2 separate regions of the Anas platyrhynchos genome follow, and region 1 is linked to region 2. The links are chromatin contacts, called in public Hi-C maps. All regions are on one chromosome and are shown on one strand. Each heading gives the region's core, a stretch centred on a gene start, on an enhancer-like site or on the middle of the called end of the contact. The rest is flanking DNA. Distances are from core to core; before and after follow the strand shown. Region 1 holds the start of LMCD1 (LIM and cysteine rich domains 1). Region 2 has its middle 35 kb from the start of LMCD1.

Region 1 (4,823 bases), core at 517-3,016, 34 kb after region 2:
AGGGAGACAAGCATCAGGTTGCCAGGTTTCTGCACAGAGAAACCTTACAGAGGGTTTTAAGCCCTTTGACCTACCGCTGCACAGCCTCAGGCTCCAGCCCCTTTGGGGATGACAATCAGAAGCTCCTGGGCAATGGGTCCAGTGCAGAGGCAGCTTTACCACAGTGCGGTCTGCCCAGCCCTCCTTGCTGCCCACATCTTACCCTGCTGCTCCCGGGGCATCTCCAGCCCTGCAAGCAAAGCCCTGGCCAAGGCAGGAAGCACCGTGATGCCTGAGGAAAACCAACAGACCACAGCTCCACGAGCAGCAGCACAATCCTCAGCTGCACCTGCCCATGCAAAGGTGTCACTGAACAGCAAACACCTTGGTCATCCCACCTTGCTGCTGAGCACCAACACCACCCAGGGCAACCTGCACCAAGCAGCCAGCTTCTGCAAAACCCAGCAAACAGCTCGAGCAGCAGCACTGCTCAGAGGCACTGGGACCGAGGCTGACCTGTCCCAGGAGGGGTTTCCGAGGCCAGCACTGGCACAAAGCTCAGGAAGCTGCCATCCCTTGGCTGGGGAGGTCCCGCGGTGCCCCTGTGCTGGCACTGCCCCACCACAGCCATCTGGCAGCGGGAGATGAGATTACAACAGAGTGGAAGCCTCGAAGTGCTGACATTAGGCATTTAACTCATCCCCTAACTATGCGGTGACAAAGGTACATCGAGTAAGGCCGTAAGAGCAGCTGCTCCCTGCCGACCCGTTCCACACGTTTTTATTTAGCGATTAAAGCCCCTTCCACTCAGCCCTCACCGTGCCAAGGGAGGGCTTCAGTTATTCTGGTTCGTTTGCTCATCTGTGGCAGAGACCTGGATTTTCCAGGTAAAAGCGAGCCTTTGGCACCCCGACCAAGGGGCACGAGGACTTCCCAGCCCCTACAAAGCCTGGGACGAACCCCCCAGCGCACAAACTCGGCCCGACACGAGCTGGCCCCGACGGCCCCGAGCGGCTTCCCCAAGAGCCGCACCGACGGGGGCTCGGGGCGCAGCGGCAGGAGCGGGGCCGGGACACCCCGGGGGCTCCATCCCGGTGCGGCTCCATCCCCCGCGGGTCACCGCAGCCAGGAGCGGAGCCGGGAGCCCTGCGGAGCCGTCCCGGCCGGCAGCGGCGCTCCCCGGGCACTGCGCGGCTCAGCCGCCCCCAGCCGCAGGGCGCGGAACCGAGCGGCGCCTCCCGGCACGGGCAGCACCGGGGAACCGCGCCCGGCTCCGGGGCGGCACCGGCACCGTCCCGGCGGGGCTGAACCGCAGCATCCCGCCCCGCAGCCCGCACCCCCAGCCGCGCACCGCACCGCACCGCGCACCGTCCCGCTCCGCTCCCCCAGCCGCGCACCGCTGCGCACCGCACGGTCCCGCTCCCCCAGCCGCGTCCCGTCCCGTCCCGTGTCCCGCTCCGCGTCCGCGTCCGCGTCCGCGTCCGCGTCCCCGTCCCGCATCCCCGTCCCGCATCCCCGCCCCGCACCTTGCGCGCTCCGTGCCCGGCTCCGTCCCGCGCAGCGCCCGCTGCCCGCCTGCTGCGCGCCTCCCGCCCGGCGCCTTTCATTGGCGGCCCCCGGCGGCCCCCGGCCAATCGGCCGCCGGAACGAACTTTCCTGGCCAATGGGCGCGCGGCGGGGCTGGGCCGGGCGGGGCGCGCTGGGTGCTGCGCGCACGTGTGCGCCGGAGAGGCGCGCAGGGTGCGGGGCGCAGCGCAACGCTGCTGGGTGCAACCCATCCCCATCCCGTCCCCATCCCCGTCCCCATCCCAATCCCAATCCCAATCCCAATCCCATCCCCGTCCCCGTCCCCATCCCCGTCCCCATCCCAATCCCAATCCCAATCCCAATCCCATCCCCGTCCCCGTCCCCATCCCCGTCCCCGTCCCCATCCCAATCCCATCCCCGTCCCCGTCCCCATCCCCGTCCCCGTCCCCATCCCCATCCCAATGCCATCCCCGTCCCCATCCCCGTCCCCATCCCCGTCCCCATCCCCGTCCCCATCCCAATCCCAATCCCAATCCCAATCCCAATCCCATCCCCGTCCCCATCCCATCCCCATCCTCATCCCCGTCCCCATCCCCGTCCCCATCCCATCCCCATCCCCATCCCCGTCCCCATCCCCATCCCCATCCCATCCCCTCTGACCACTCTGCGCCATCCCCCCCAGCCACCACAGCTCCCACCCGGAGCGCAGGGACCAGCAGGAGTAGGCTGGGGCACTTCGTTGCAGCAGCCACTCTGTTGTGTTCTGAGCAGAAGAAAGTGTCTGGAACCATGTTCCTCTTCCTAATTCAGCGTATGCTAAGTGCTGACCTATAGCCTTTGGGTGTTGTTTTTCTGTTTTCCTCTTTTTTTTTTTTTTTGCACAAAAGGGCAGGGTCTCCTGTGCAGTTTCCCACAGACATTCCTGCCCGCTCTGGCTTTAGCAGGGAGGCCCAGCACAAAGCCCCCTTGTCCCGCTGAGGGCGAGGGCCCACACGCGCGGGCTGGCGGCTGGCCCTGTCCCCTGTCCCCCCGCTGTGCCCTCCTCCTGCTGGCGCCGGCGGGACCGTGCTGAAATACCAGGAACCTGCACCCGACCGCCTCCTGACGTCCTGCAAGCAAAGCACAGCTGCCAGCAGCACCCGGCACAGCTCCAGGCTGGACTGTTTCTTTACTGGTGTAATTAAAATAAAAAAGGATCTAAATGACCTTATACTGATTCAGTATCTCACCTGCTGTTACATTTTCTGAGATCCCTTTCAGATATTCACGCAAAGAAGGGAAGCGTGGGGGTCATTTTCACCAGGATTCAGTTTCTGAGGGCACAAAGTGCCTTTTGCTCACCTGCTTCTGCACGTGACCCCGGCAGGAGCCATCGGAGCTCACGTTGCTTGTTGTCCCCAGTGCCTGGATACGCCTCCCCAAAACGAGGGACTGCAAATTGCAGCGGCCGTGTGAAAACGCACGAAGGGCAGCAAAGGTGCCCACGAGGGGACGGGAAGGCAGCGTGGGGTCCATGCTCCTGTCCCATGCTCTGGCCGTGCTCTGCGTGGTCCTGACGTGGCTCTACAGATCGTATGAGAGGAGGGCGCCCTGCAGCTTCCACCCAGGTGTGGCTGCCACTGGGGGCTGCAAGCGGTGCCCCAGGAGCTGGGGTCCCACTTGCGCAATGGCTGTGATCGTTGGGCTGGTCCCTGCAGCCCTGCTGAGGCCGTGTGCTCGCCCCCCAGCAGCTCCTCGCCCTGCGGAGGGGTTCCCTGCTCTGAGAAAAACCCGCGGCAGCCACGGAGGTGGTAGCAGCCTGCTCCAGCAGAGAGGCCGTGGGCACCGGGGCTGGGAAGCCTCCTGGGGAGGGAACGTGCCCTGATAGCAGAGCGATTTTACATGTTTTGGAGGAGATATTTAAACATCCTCAGAACAATCTGGGCTAAGAAGCAAATGCAGAAGAGAAATTGTGGAGAGACGCAGTCCTGCCGGGGACAGCGTGAGCCTGACCTTACAGAGGCATGTGGAGAGCGGCAGCGGGAGCAGCGCGGGGATATTGTTTTTCAGGCCCGTGTCACCAAGGGCTTGGCAGCCACAGAAAACACTTGAAATGGCAATGGGATGACATTAACTCACTTTCCCAATCCACACATGCACATGGCAACCTGGGGAGTAGGAAAGAACTTACAGAGGGATTTCTCAGCCCCGCAAGGCACGGGGTCACGGGCCAGGCCCCCCCGCTCGGGGACGCTGCCGCCGGTCCCCGCTCCCCCGCGGCGAGGTTTGCGCCTCCTGCACGCGTGGAGGGGGGCAGCCTGCTCGTGGGCAGCAAACCCGGGCGGTGGGGATGCATTCTGTGAAAAAGCACAAGTTTTGCTTCCTGGTGTGGTTTTCCACAAGAGCTGCAGGGTGCCAGGTGCCCAGGTGGCTGAGCTGCCCCCACACAACGGAGGCTGTCCGTCAGCGTGGGAGCAGGGGTTGGCACCCTGTGTAATTAGGCTTACTGTTGGAAGAGGATCAAACTAAGATCTGAACGGGTTTCAGAAACACCCAAAATGCTTATATCTACAACAAAATACATCTGGGATTGTTGTAATTGATGATAACACAGAGAAATAACACGATAAGCTGCAGCTAATCCTAGGCAGCCCATGATACAACATCAAGGGCAGATTATTTCTGGTGCTCAGAAACACCGGGTGAAGCACCTGGCAGTGGCTGCTCTCAGGGACGGGAAGCTGGACCGAGCCGGATTTTGCATATTTCAGTCTCCAGTTTTCTGAATGATGCTGGCTGTCATCGGGAAGGCACAGGCGTGACTGCTGCCTTGCAGGATGCCAGCTGCCTCCGCGTCACGGCAGGTTGCGGAGCAGAGATGAGGGCGGAGGGGGAGAGGCAAAGGAAAGTTAAAGTCAGCACCGAGGAGGACCCGAACGCTCAAACTGAGCCGGGCCAGACGCCAACGCCAGTTATCACTGACGGCCTCTGAATAATGAGTCTGTGCTATACTTAGCTCTTTGCTAGGAAGAGACAAAATCATCCCATGACTAAACACAGCTAAATCTCTGCGGTAGTCATGGCCCATAAATTGACGACAAATTGACAAAAGGGAAAGATGCTCAACTATGAGAAAGAGAGATTTTGGGCTTCCTGTTGACTCACCAGCAGTGTGTATCAGGACAAAACGATCCCCAAAGAGGTGTCACTGGAGCATGGCTTCGACAAAAATAGCTGCTGGCTGAAATAATGTCAGTAAAATTTAGGAATTAGTAATCATTTCTTAACCAAGCAGAGCTCCTCTCTTCTTTTGACATGATGCTGCAGATGAAACCAGA
Region 2 (4,567 bases), core at 1,488-3,987:
CAGACATTTGCTCAGCAGACATTAAAAATTGCAGCTGGAATTGAAAATGCTGAAATCCATCTGAAAGTTAGCCTGAGCCCTGGGACTGCTGTTAGCAGCTGCACGATCATGGTGTTGGTTTGTCCTGGAAAGTGCAAGAGCAGCGACTGCACCCAGCTATGCTTGAGCCCAGCTTGGAGATAAATTGCATGAAATAATCGGATGTAATGAAACCTAGAGTAACCTGGAGCCAGCTGATGGTACCTGTAAACTCATCGGCGGTCTTCAGCGCTGTGCAGCCGCACTGCATGTGCTACAAACACCTGCACAAAGCTGGTGTAGGACACAGGGTGCTGGGGAGCAAACATGGGGTGCGGAGAGCAGCACTGGGTGTAGGAGCAACCACGGCCTCTGGAGAAGGGAAAGGCCTCTGGTGAGATCTTCCAGAGTTGACATTTTGCATGAGGGACAGGGCAAAAGGCAGACGAGGCCCTGGTGGCTTCCTGTGACACCCGCTGTGACAACCTCGGTGGCAAAGCCACCTCCCAGGGGATGGGGCCGTGGAGTGGGCTGGGGCAGCCCTGGCACAGCCGGAGCTCTCTGCCTCTCAGGAAAAAGCTGCAGTTCCCAGTAAAAGCCATTCGCATCTGTCTCGAGTGGATTTGTGCTGAAAGCAGCCAGAATGACAAGGCAGTGAGAACCTCACGCTCCGCTGCAGGGCCGCTGGTGCTGCACGCACGCTGCAGCCCCGCTTCCTGCTGGCTGGGAGAGGGCTCGGAGCAAGCTGGGGTCCTGCGGGGTGCACAAAGAGGATCGAATACGGAGAGGCTTGCTGCCTCAGGCCAATTTCAGCCCTTTGAAAATGTATTTTATCAGAGGCCCAGAGCAATACAATTGCTTCCTGTTACAACAAAATGCATCTGGTTTGAGTTTTCCAATTTATCCCCTCAATCCCTGCCATGAGGGGCTGATGCTCTGCCAGCCTATTGTTTCCCAGTTGAAAGCAGATGGTAGGGGCTGGAAGTCTGATGGGGTTCAAACCCAGCCCAAAGCACTAAATGTCAACCTGCTGGCCGGGGCATTTTAGGGATCAGCAGCTGCCAACAGAGCGCCCTGGCCCCAGGACGGTGGCTGCACCGTGCACCCGGGCACAAGGCGCCGGACAGATGGACACGTGCACACAGCAGGACTGGTCCCTGCGCTGCCTCTGAGCCCACAGCACACAGGGTTTGCTCCTCACTCCTCTGCCAGGGGATGAGCAGATGAATGCTCACTTCCATGGCAGCCTTCCCGTACCTTTTTGATGAATAAGAGACCGTAAAGAGCAGCTACTTGAGGGAGGACACACTTCTCCCAATACGGCATTGTCACCGAAATCATCTGCAACGTAGCTGTTGAGTGTTGCAGGAGCTTCTGGCACTTCAAAATTTATCCTGAAAAAGGAATGAAAACATTTTTACCCCAGGCAACAACATTTGTAGGAAAGTCTTTGAATAATCCTGGCTTTCTTTTAGTGAAAAGTCCAGGGGCAAATTTTCTGTTGCTGTAAGTAAACACTCTTCCCCGAATCCGCCGTGCTGTGCCATGGGAGGTGTTGCCTCCAGCCCCATCTCTGGCAGCCTGGGCTCTTCAGGCAGGCCCTCAGTCTCCAAAACCTGATGCCAGAACTTTCCAGTCCCAGCCCAGTGTCCAGGTTTTTCCCTGCTGCTGCAAATGCCTACACCCATGAAGAATCTAAGCAATGATCTCAATCAAAGGATGCTTTCGTGCTCGTTCAAAGACGTAAGTCACCTGAGGGACTGAGCTGTGATGAGCACAGATCTGATGCAAAATCTGAACACTGTGCCTTGCTGAAGTGCCTAAAGCCAGACAGAAAGCAAACAAACAGAATAACGTACAGTGAAAGAAAGGTTTGCTCTCGAAGGTTTAAGAGTAGGTGCAGCCTCAGATAGATGAGGTACATTCAAACTACCCTCAGAGTATGAAAGGTGTAAGGGTCAGGTTGATAGAAATAAACCAAACCAAAACAATTTGGGCCACGGGGGTATTCAAGCTGCACCCTACTCCTCCTGATGAGAAAAAGTAAACACCGGGATTTGATTTGCCTAAACTTTTGTCCTTTTTTGGAAAAAAAAAAAAAAAAAAAGTCTTAAAGCATAGGATATTTGTAACGTTTTCATCTTGTTTGTACTGAAAAATGGCAGGGCTGTTCTGCTGGCTGCTGCCTGGAGCTTGCACATGCTGGTGTGCCCAGGAGCAGCTCCTGCCTCCAGCCTTGGGGCACTGCGCTCCCAGCTGCGCGTTACAGCCCCGTTCTGCAGGCAGCACGAGGATACCTGGGATTTCACTTCTGTGCACAGCTGCTCCTGCAGCCCCAGGCTAAAATCTGCAGTGGTTTCAGCCAAGTCTCCATGGGAGACCGCAGGATGACAAGTGTCCTGTGAACGCATCCATCCCCACCAGGGCTTTTCCTGCTGCCGGGCTGCTCGTGGCCAGATCCTGCACTCAGAGAGGTGTTTTACAAACGTAACAGCTGGATGCAGAGGATGACATCTTTCATGCTGATATGTCAAGGTAGCACCTCCACATCCTTCGGGCAGTGTTAATATTTGGACAGGGTTAATATATAAGCAGCACTTCTTAGTTTAGACTCCTGCCCTGTGCTCTGATCCTTGCCAACCTGCGCGGCTCTGCCTGGATTCCTGCCTGCCCCTACGCGGCACCGGGCTGGGGCCGGACACGGGCACTCAGCTCAAACAAAACACACATGGATGTCTGTGGGAGTCACGCCTGAGTAGTAACCGCAGGAACAAGGCACCATTGTGGGCTGTGGAGAAAAACAATTAATGCGATCAGCCAAAATATTCAGAGAGCACCTCTGCAAACACCCCATTCCTCTCTTGGAAAGAAAGAATGCTTCTGAGGCTGCTCGGAGCTGTGCTCTGAATATTCATGGCGTGCTCCTGGTCCTGAGGCACCGCTTGTTTGCATTAAGGATAAGGAAGGGCACAAACTATTAACCTCTGCAATTCAGCCTTCACTTCTCACATTAGTACGCTATGGAAAAAATCCAGCGGCAGTCATGGCATATCAGTCCAGTAAGTGTCTGGTGAAATGGAGCTAAACTCGGGTCCTGCTGAGCCCTTTTGGTTTGGGCAGAGCCCTGGGACAGTTCTGTTCTCCCTGGGCTCTGCCCCCCAGCACCCCCAGGCCCTCCCGCAGCTCTCCCTGTTGTCACCTTGTGCAGCTGCTTCTCTGTGCCGGTGCCCCGCGCGGGCTGTTACCTGCGGGTTATTTGGGGAGGGAAGTGGCATTGCGCAGGGCGGTGCTGCAGAGATCGTGCTGCTGGAAGCAGGATGTTCCTCCCCAGAGTGAAAAGCAAACCTGCAATTTGATGGCTGCTTCAAAGATCGAAAACTTTGTCCCCCAAACAAAGCAGATTTGCTGGAATTACTCATACTGTGTCAGGTGGAAATACAGGGAGTTATTCAGAAAAAGCACATTTTCTAGAACAAAGCAGAGAGAGCTGAGGAGCACCCCTGCCACCCGACCCCAGGCTCCCCGGCAGCCTGGATCCCAGGCTCTGCCCGGCCTGTGCCTGCCTGCTCAGGGGCACCGTGCCCGGCCTCGCCATGCTCCCAATGCCCTCTCTGGGTTTTTGCTCCTGGCACTCTCCAGGAGATGTGGTTTGGCAGCGTGGGGCGTGGAGACACCCTGGAAAAAGCAGTGCAGGGACAGCGCGGCGCTGTGCTGGCCGTGCCCACTCGCACAACAGCCCTCTGTGCGGAGGGAATTCAGGCAAATTAAAGGCTGGGGAACAAAACGTTTCATTTTGGTTTGTGGCCCTGAATGTGCGAGGGCAGCAGGAAGTGCGTGTAGGGCTTTGGTTTGCCTTCCCCCAAAAGGAAGCTACAGCTCCAGGATCAGGCCCCTTTAGGGCCATGCAAACACCTTATGGGATCTGCACACAACCCGGCTCTCTTAATTTCTATGACCTATTAGCAGATTAGTTAATTAAAGGCTACTTGAATTTAGAGCTTCCTGGAGGAGGCACTTGCTCAGTCCCTGCACCATCACCAGAAAAGGAAAGAAAAATCGCTACAGGTTTTCCTTGGGTGTGAAAAATGAGCTCTTGTCTGAGTGAAGTCAGCGCTGCGACACCAACAGCTGGAGCCCCGCCGCAGAGCAGCCTTCCCGTCCCGGTTCTCTGAAAGGGCTGCTTTTCCAGCAATGTCAATCCGAGGAAATTTATTTAGGCAGTCTCAAGGGAAGGCCCTGGCAAAGCATTAATAGGTTTGTGTTACAAAGGAGACCTTTATTCACTGCTCTTTAAGTTGGCCTAGGTTTTGTTAGGCTATTTAAGTTCATGCACAAAGAAAACGTCTGTCTCTGACAGTCTCGGTGCTTCAGCTCTCGGTGCAGGGCTCCAGAGGAATCTGCTGAGCCACCCATGAGCTGCCCAGTTCCTCAGCACCGCATCCAGGCGCTGTGCCTGCACACCCTGCACCCACGTAACGCCAGGCGCCCTGCTTGGAGCCCCCCGCCAGCACCACGTCCTCAGGGCAGCCACGGGGCTGAGCCTGCAGCG

Evidence for each region. A called contact is a pair of places that touch in the nucleus more often than the background predicts.
Region 1: a contact with region 2 is called in a Hi-C map of skeletal muscle, with 2.7 times the contacts expected there. The contact joins the promoter of LMCD1 here to the enhancer-like site in region 2. A contact is called at or near these places in 2 of 8 Hi-C or Micro-C datasets (liver and skeletal muscle).

The regions. Positions count from the first base shown.
Region 1 is chr13:1,001,860-1,006,682 of IASCAAS_PekinDuck_T2T, forward strand. It overlaps LMCD1 (LIM and cysteine rich domains 1), which reads right to left and starts at 1,767. Exons shown (of 6, transcript XM_027467415.3): 1 at 1,506-1,767. The coding sequence starts at 1,763. LOC119718295 (a long non-coding RNA gene) reads right to left here and starts at 1,380. Exons shown (of 2, transcript XR_011812589.1): 1 at 1-1,380.
Region 2 is chr13:966,769-971,335 of IASCAAS_PekinDuck_T2T, forward strand. No RefSeq gene overlaps it. Among named protein-coding and RNA genes, the nearest start is that of LMCD1, 35 kb to the right of the region's middle. Within about 2 kb of position 2,738, at least 2 of the 8 cell types and tissues checked have an H3K27ac peak or open chromatin away from gene starts, as enhancers often do.